3 separate regions of the Mus musculus genome follow, and regions 2 and 3 are each linked to region 1. A link is a contact called in public HiChIP or PLAC-seq and promoter capture Hi-C data. All regions are on one chromosome and are shown on one strand. The core of a region is the stretch at or near the end of the contact, and the rest is flanking DNA. Distances in the headings are between cores, read along the strand shown.

What was found. Promoter capture Hi-C pulls out the DNA fragments that hold promoters and counts their contacts. HiChIP or PLAC-seq counts read pairs in DNA pulled down with a chosen protein or histone mark.
Region 2: a contact with region 1 is called in a promoter capture Hi-C map of liver, with 6 times the contacts expected there. The contact joins the promoter of D130051D11Rik here to the promoter of Samm50 in region 1. A contact is called at or near these places in 2 of 39 promoter capture datasets (liver and pre-B cells) and 1 of 115 datasets of contacts at active chromatin or transcription factors (pancreatic cancer cells).
Region 3: an HNF4G HiChIP or PLAC-seq map of pancreatic cancer cells shows a contact between it and region 1. The contact joins the promoter of Shisa8 here to the promoter of Samm50 in region 1.

The regions. Positions count from the first base shown.
Region 1 is chr15:84,190,987-84,193,686 of GRCm38.p6, reverse strand. Samm50 (SAMM50 sorting and assembly machinery component) reads right to left here and starts at 1,447. Exons shown (of 15, transcript NM_178614.5): 1 at 1,303-1,447. The coding sequence starts at 1,323.
Region 2 is chr15:85,633,197-85,635,896 of GRCm38.p6, reverse strand. D130051D11Rik (a long non-coding RNA gene) reads right to left here and starts at 1,301. Exons shown (of 2, transcript XR_003951642.1): 1 at 1-1,301.
Region 3 is chr15:82,211,370-82,214,069 of GRCm38.p6, reverse strand. Shisa8 (shisa family member 8) reads left to right here and starts at 1,255. Exons shown (of 4, transcript NM_001207021.1): 1 at 1,255-2,181. The coding sequence starts at 1,658.

The DNA of each region.
Region 1 (2,700 bases), core at 198-2,697:
CCTAAGATGGCAAAGCATGACACAAAGTCCTCCAGAGGCCACCAGCCCCACAATCTGGAGGGCAGATGTCACTGTGGTTCACACTTCTGCCACAGCTCAGTATCCTCCAGGACCTGTTTACCAATGGGGATTCTCTCACTACGTAGTGTTTGTTTTGTTTTGTTTTTAGACAGGGCCTCACTATATAGCTCTCGCTGGCCTAAAATTCACTGCATAGACAGGGCTGGACTTGAACTCACAACAAATTCACTGTATCTGCCTCCTGGGTGCTGAGATTAAGGGTGTGTAGTGCCATGCCTAGCTACTGGATCTATAAGCCCAGCTACTCAAAGGTATGAAGGATTCCAAATTCAAGGCCAGCCTGGACTACAGACTGAGCTCCAGGCTGGCCCTGACAGCCTAGTGAAGGAAAATAGTTGAAGAGATCTATGGATATAGCTCAGTGAGTGCTTGCCCGAGATACTGACACATGCTCGTCAGAAGCTTAGACAAGACTACTAATATGAGGCTAGCCTGGGCTACAAAGCCAAAGTCAGAAATAGGGATGGAGGAGATGCTGAGACAGCACAAGGGTCTTCTATAGTTTGCTCTGCCCATTTATGGGGAGGGAGCTCATTCTGCCCAATTCCAGGTTGCCAACTCAATGAAAGCCAACTCAAAAGTGAGGACAGATCGGCAGGCACAGGCACTCGCCCCTTAGGGCCTAATCACCAGAGTTCCATTCCCCAGTTTCCACACCACAAAGTAGGAGAAAACTGACTCCAGCTGTTGTCTTCTGACCTCCACATGCATGCACACACACACACACACACACACACACCCCTTTTTAAGCAATAGTGCTGGGTTGGAGCGATGGGTTCAGCAGGTACTGCTCTTGCAGAGGACCAGAGTGGTTCCTGACACCTATAAGGAGGCTCACAACTCTCTGGAACTACAGTTTCAGGGGATCAATTGCCCCCTTCTGGCCTCCACGGGCTATGCACACAAAGTGCGCGCGCACACACACACACACACACACACACACGCGCGCGCGCGCACACACTGGTGCACATAATAGTAACTGGAAACTGTAAAACAAGGCTGCAAAATAACTTGTTGTGTCTTGTCTTCTGACAAACCCTTCTTCCAAGCCTTGGTGCTGTAAGGTCACCTGGGGAAATTCCGCTGAATGACCTTGGGCAAGTCACCACTGCCCTCCCGACCGCGACAGACAGCCTCCGGCCCAAAGCAGCTCCCACACCCTCGCTGCCGCCCTTGCCCCAGGCGCGCGTGTCCCGCCCAGCCGCCGCGGGGGCCTCTCACCCGGGCGTGCACTGTCCCCATGGCTCCCTCTCCGGCTGCTGCCCCAAGGCGGTGCCCGCGCCCAACCAAACTCAGCTACAAACACAAGAGGCTCGGCTACAGGTCACGGAAGCTGCGTGCCGAGCGCCGCCATGTTGTACCACCTAGGGTCCGCCCCCTGACTCAAGACCCTCCGCTCATTGGTCCGTATGAGAGAGTGACCCGGATGTTCACAAGAACGCCAGGAAGCCCAGTGCAAGCGTGGAGCGTTCAGTGACGCCCAGAAAGCTGCGGTTATGGGCAGAGCTGGTCCCGTGAAAAGGCAACGGAGCTGAGCTCCTCGTTGTATGGGGGCTTACCCCGGTCTAGTCCTTGGAGCCTCAGTTCCACTTCTAAGGTGTGAGCAGAAGGGCGCAAGGAAGACAGAGTGTGTGCTCCGGGAACCGACGGGTCCAGTAAAAAGGGTCTGGGCTGAGGATGGGGTGGAGGCGTCTTTAAAGAGAGTTCGGTATGTAAAGATACTTGCCTCCAAGCCTGACAGCTTGGTTCAATCCTGCAGACCCACATGGTGTTAGGAGCGAACAGACTCTCAGAAGTGAATAAATTTCGCCTTCCCAGACTCCTCAGAAATGTGTATGACATTTAATTTATGTATTTACTTATTTATGAGACAGGGTTTCTCTGTGTAGCCCTGGCTGTCCTGGAACTCACTCTGTAGACCAGGCTGGCCTCGAACTCAGAAATCCGCCTGCCTGTCTCCCAAGTGCTAGGATTAAAGGCGTGCGCCACCACTGCCTGGCGACATTATATTTCATTTAAAGGTTTTTCCTGTGTAGGCCCGAGTGTCCTGGAACTTGCTCTGTAGACCAGGCTGGCCTCGAACTCACTGAGCTCCATCTGCCCCTGGCCTCCAAGTGCTGGAATTAAAGGTGCATGGACCACCACCACCCACATTCATATTTTTAAAAAATACTTATTTATTTATTATATGTAAGTACACTGTAGCTGTCTTCAGACACTCCAGAAGAGAGCATCAGATTTCGTTACGGATGGTTGTAAGCCACCATGTGGTTGCTGGGATTTGAACTCAGGACCTTTGGAAGAGCAGTTGACACGCTTAACCGTTCAGCCATCTCACCAGCCCCAGATTCATATTTTTTAAAAGATGAATGGAGCTCTCTTGAGTGTTCAGGTGAGGACGGTTACATAAACAAAAAAGACAGCTGTGCGTTTGTGTTTTGGTAGCAGAAACAGTTACTGTGCCTCAAAAGAATAATGTAATAAAAGCCACTGGTAGCTCTGAACTGCAGTTTACTAAAGATAGAGTGGGGTTCCTGTCCTCTGACCTGCAGTCAACCTGACACCACTGCACTTGACCACTGAAGCCTAGCTTCCTTTTCCATCCCCTCCTTCCGGGAC
Region 2 (2,700 bases), core at 52-2,551, 1.4 Mb before region 1:
GGCTTGGTCCAACAAACCAGATGCTTGGAAATCACCTACTTTTCCATGTTCTTCAAAGGCATCATAGAGACCATCTTCTGCAACCCACTCCTGACTCCGGTACAAAGAAAGACAGCGCACAAATGATGCACAATCTACAATGTTTCATTTGGGGGTTGATCTTGTAATGGTGCAGAAGCGACAGGCATCAGCAGAAACACTACTTGGGATTTTGAGTTTGATCTCTTCCATGCTGGTGATAATGCGATATAAGCACCCTTTCTCAACGCTGGCCATCACCAGGGGAAACCACATGCTCCAGTGTGCTGAGTTGATAAGCCAGGACATTTAGTAGATTAAGCAACCCCATGATGTTTTAAGCCACAGTGGGTCCTCTGTATGAGCCATTATTAAAGGTTAAAGAACCTTTATTTGATGGTCTCGGTGAACAAGTTGGGGTGGGGACATCAGGCACCTCCAGGATGCTTAAAGTCTTCTGGCTAGGAATAAAGAATGATGAACGGGGCAGTGCTGGCGACGAGAGGTGACCACGGAAAGGAACTATGTGCTCCAGCTGAGCAGAACAGATTAAACCAGAGAATCAGAACCAGGGTGTGGAAGGACTTGTCTCTCTGTGGAGGGACAGTGCTGGCCACAGTGGCTAGGAGCCCTGCGACAGCACATCAGAAGCATGTGCGGGCCTTCCTGAAAAGTGGCTGTCAACAAATAGGCGCTCTCGTCTCTGGGCCTGCAGACCTCCAAAAGGGGCGTTCACACTGCGGGGCTAGCCTGGGCTCTGCATTTCTTGGATAGGGCTGAGCACCCGGCAGGGCCACGTCGCTCCTGGTACAGAGGGAGGCTACAGTCTAAAGTAGGAGGGGCCTCGGGTTCCCGGTGCCAGGACTCCGCCGCCAAGACGGTGCCGTGGCCTGCCCCCTCTAGGGACCTAGAAAGCTCCACGCTCACACCTTGAGGGGGTACAGAGGGAGCAGAAAAGGCAGAAGTGCGCCCACGGCGCCCACAGCCCTTAAAATAACACACAACTCTCACGCTCCACCCCGGAAGCAGACTCGCGGTAGACGTAGGGCGGGGCCTCTCGAGTCTGGGGGCGTGACTTCTAAGTAGCCTGCGCCGGAAATGAAGTCCAGGGTGCGGCATACTTGGAGGCCGCGGTTCGCAGCTGAGAGGCGGGGCCCTGTCTAGAGGCGGAGCCTTGCCCAGCTGGAGGTGGAGCCACTGGGCCACCATCTCCGACTTCCGGGGTCGCGGGCGGTGCGGGCGGAGTGAAGCACAGAGTGGGCGGGCCCTGGGTCGGCCAGCTCTGAATGCAAATTTACGGCCTAGCAGGCTGCGGCTCCGGGGCGAGGCCTGCGTGTGGGGCGGGGCCTAGGTATGTGGGCGGGACCTGGCGCCGGGCACGCCCAACCTTAGTGCGGGCAGGCGGGAGGCGGAGCCTCTGCGCGCGGCCTAAATGAGTTTGCGCAGACTCAGGGCGGGCTCTCAGCCTGTCACTGTGAACCTTAGGGCTGCATTTCACTTGAATCAGATTTTCGTTTTAGTCAGACTTTTCTGTTCTGAAAGCTTTCCTGCCCTTGGAGTTTGTAAATCTTGGCAAGGAGGAAGAAAACGGGTAACCCTCAAGCTCCTCGTGAGATTTTTCCTTTTTTGAGGCTGTGTACGTGATGTAAAGAGTCTTGCAAAATTGCAGTAACACTTGAGAATACCTTAAAAATACCCAGTTCTTGATCTAAGGGTGTACCTCAGTTGGTAGAGTCCTTTCCTAGCAGACAGGAGACCTTGGCTTCCATTCTAGTATCAAACAAACAAACAAACAAAAACTTTATAATTTTCCAACTCAAAAATCATACGTTACTGGAGAAAATTTAGAAAGTTGACAAGAATTTTTAAAAACCTGATCAATATGCCAGGTAGTGGCACACTCCTTTAATCCCAGCACTTGGGAGGTAGAGGCAGGTGAATCTCTGCTCTTGAGACCAGCCTGGACTACAGAGCAAGTTCCAGGACAGTCAGGGCTATATCTCAAAAACACCAACAACAACAACACAAAAAACAACAACAAAAACAAATAAACACTCTGATTATTTAAGATCACTAGTGTTAACATTTTGACGTTTCTATTTTTATAATTCTATGTATATTTGAAACAGAAATAGGGACAATACTATACAGTACTACCTTGCCCTTTGTCTTTTTGTGGCTGGTGTTGCTGTGAGGGTCTGACCATAGCCCTATTTGTGGCCCCACACAGCCCTAGATGGGAAACCCCTTTGTTATTTAACTCTCATAGGCCGTCTTGTTTCCATCTCTTTTGAGTTTTCCTTTCTTTCTTTCTTTCTCTCTTTTGTTTTTGTTATTGTTTTTTGTTTGTTTTTGTTGTTTGTTTTTTCGAGACAGGGTTTCTCTATATAGCCCTGACTGTCCTGGAACTCACTTTGTAGACCAGGCTGGCCTCGAACTCAGAAATCTGCCTGCCTCTGCCTCCGGAGTGCTGGGATTAAAGGCTTGAGCCACCAAGCTCGGCCCTCTTTTGAGTTTTCTACATTTAAAAGGTAACAATGTTTCAACAAGTGATAAATCACTTGTAGCCAAAAAATAGATACCTAGTGTCCAGATTACATAAAGAACTAAAACTCAACAATGAAATCCCTAATTTAATTATAGGCAAAGGACTTAAATGTTTTTAAAGACTAAGTAGCTAAG
Region 3 (2,700 bases), core at 6-2,505, 2.0 Mb after region 1:
CCTCTGATTTAGATTAATTTTGCCTCAAGGAATCCCCCTGCTTTGTCCTTAGTGTGTGAAAGGACACTATTTTGTTCTGTTTGCTTTTTGAGACAGGGTCTCAGCACATTGCCCTGGCTGGTCAAAGTTGTGAGCCCAAGTGGTCCTCCTTCTTCAACCTCTCCGCAAGCCTTCAGTACTGCTATGCCATTGCTGGCACCAAGAAGACCTTTTTGTTGTTGTTGGTTTTTTTTTTTTTTTTGTTTTTTTGTTTTTTTTTTTTTTCTCGAGACAGGGTTTCTCTGTATAGCCTTGGCTGTCCTGGAACTCACTTTGTAGACCAGGCTGGCCTCGAACTCAGAAATCCATCTGCCTCTGCCTCCCAAGTGCTGGGATTAAAGGTGAGTGCCACCACTGCCTGGCTCCAAGAAGACCTTTTGACCTTAACCATAGCAACTGAGGCAGGGAGAGGCAATGACTGGCATCAGGGTCATATTCTCCTTAGCAGCTCAGCGGGGGAGTGGTGGAATGGGGCATTGAGCCATGCCTCCTCATTCTTTCCCTAAGCTTGTGAAAGGACCTGGGAGTCCCAGGGAGTGAGAGTTGAGGACAGACAGGGGAGTACAACTGGCCTGGTCCCCAGGACCTGCTCAGCCTTCTATAGCAGAGGCCGCGGAGGGGAGCCGACCACTTGAGGGCTCTGGCCAGACTGTTTCCAGAACTGGGACATCCTAGGACCCCAGCCAAATGTCCAGGTTTTAGAATCAGGGCACATGCTCTGGGGCAGACCAGAGAGGGGTTGATCAAAGCTTGATTCTGCCATTTTTGTGTTGGGGGTCCTTATTGTGCCTTCCTCATTCATGTCAGGACCAGACACAGGAATGGAACATTGGGGCGTGTGTGTGTGTGTGTGTGTGTGTGTGTGTGTGTGTGTGTGTGTGTGTTTGTGAGTCCCTTCCCAGTGAATTCCAGGCTGCTTTGATCTCTATGCCTCTGTCCCCTTACTTAAAAAAGCAGGGAATCGCTCATCCAAGGTTGCCAAGATCCGAATCCCCAGATCTTAAGCTGAGCCCCCTCGAGGGCCCAATTCCGACAACAGTTTGAGGGAGGTCTTGGAGAGGGTCCCTGGTCGGGCGCGCTTGCTGCACTGACCTTACAGAACCCCTCCCTCCCGGCGCAGCGGCCGCGCTCCTCCCCCGGTTCTGCCTCCCTCCCGCCCTCCTCCCCTCGCTCCCTCCCGCCCGCCCGAGCCCGCGCCGAGCCCGCGCCGGAGCCGGAGCCGGAGCCAGAGCGCGGGCACCGCGGAGCGGGCGGCGGGAAGACAGAGGTGTCCGGCGACCCGCCGCCCGGCGCAGTCTCCAAAAGACCCAGGCCCCGCACGCCCTCCCGGGTCAGAGGGAGCTGGGGACTGTGCAGGCGAGCACTCGCCGCCCGCCTCCACCGTGCGCAGTCCGAGGTGAGCCCCGGAGGAAAACGCGCCCACCGGAGATCCAGCCCCGCGTACTCTACACCGAGCTCACTTGTGTCTGGAACCGCAGACGCACCAGGAGGCGTCGGCGGGGAGACTGCGCGGGCAGCTGGGCGACCGAGCGACCGGTCCCGGAGGGCTGGGGGAGCCTGGCAGAGCGGCCACGCGCCGAGCCATGCGCCGGGCGCAATAGCAGAAGGAGCGGGCTGCATGGAGCGCGCTGGGGCGCGGGGACAGCGCTGTGGCCGGCGCTCGCATGGGCTCCCGCTCGCACTCCGACTGGCGCTGCTGCTGGCAGGGTCGCCGTCGGGCCGCGCGGGGGCTCCCGAGGAGCAGGAGATCGCAGGGTCCGGTACCGTGGCACCGGCGGGAGGCGACCGCTGCCGCGGCTATTACGACGTGATGGGCCAGTGGGACCCGCCCTTCAACTGCAGCTCGGGCGTCTACAGCTTCTGCTGCGGCACGTGCGGCTACCGCTTCTGTTGCCACGACGGCCCGCGCCGCCTGGACCAGAGCCGCTGCTCCAACTACGACACACCGGCCTGGGTGCAGACTGGCCGGCCGCCCGCCCGCGCCCGTGACACCGCCGCCCCGCGCGACCCGGCCCGGGAGCGCAGCCACACTGCGGTCTACGCGGTGTGCGGTGTCGCCGCTCTACTCGTGCTGGTCGGCATCGGGGCGCGCCTGGGCCTGGAGAGAGCGCACAGCCCCCGCGCTCGGCGCACGGTGACCAGGTGAGTGCGCCCGCTTGCCTGCCCGCCCGTCCTGTCTTCACTGTCCCTAGCTGGCTCCAAATTTCACTGCAACTGCATCCTTCTGGACCCTCTAAATCTTTGGCCTCTCCGCAGTCCCTTTCTCTTTTTGTTTTGTTTTGTTCTTTTGGACCTCTCTCCCCCGTCTCTGCTTCACAGAGGGAGATAGATACCTGATAGCTCTCTCTCCCCTTGACCTTCCCTGCCTGTACTGGGCTCTGGATCCTCCTTGTGGCTCTAACCTCCTCTGCGGAAGACAAAAAGTCGCTGTCCAAGGAATGAGGCACGGACGATGGTCAGGAAAGCCACTGGACTGGGGCAGTTTTAAGGTGGTCGTGGGCTTAGCGAAGGGAGAGGATGCTTGCCGGGTTCCCTTGCTGCATCTCCCTCTCCCGCCCTCCTCCCACCTCCATCCATTTCCCCAACCCAGTGTGACTCAAACCTGACCTTCATTCCTTGGAATTTCAGAAGCATCCCCTCCCCAGTAAAACCCCGCCCCCC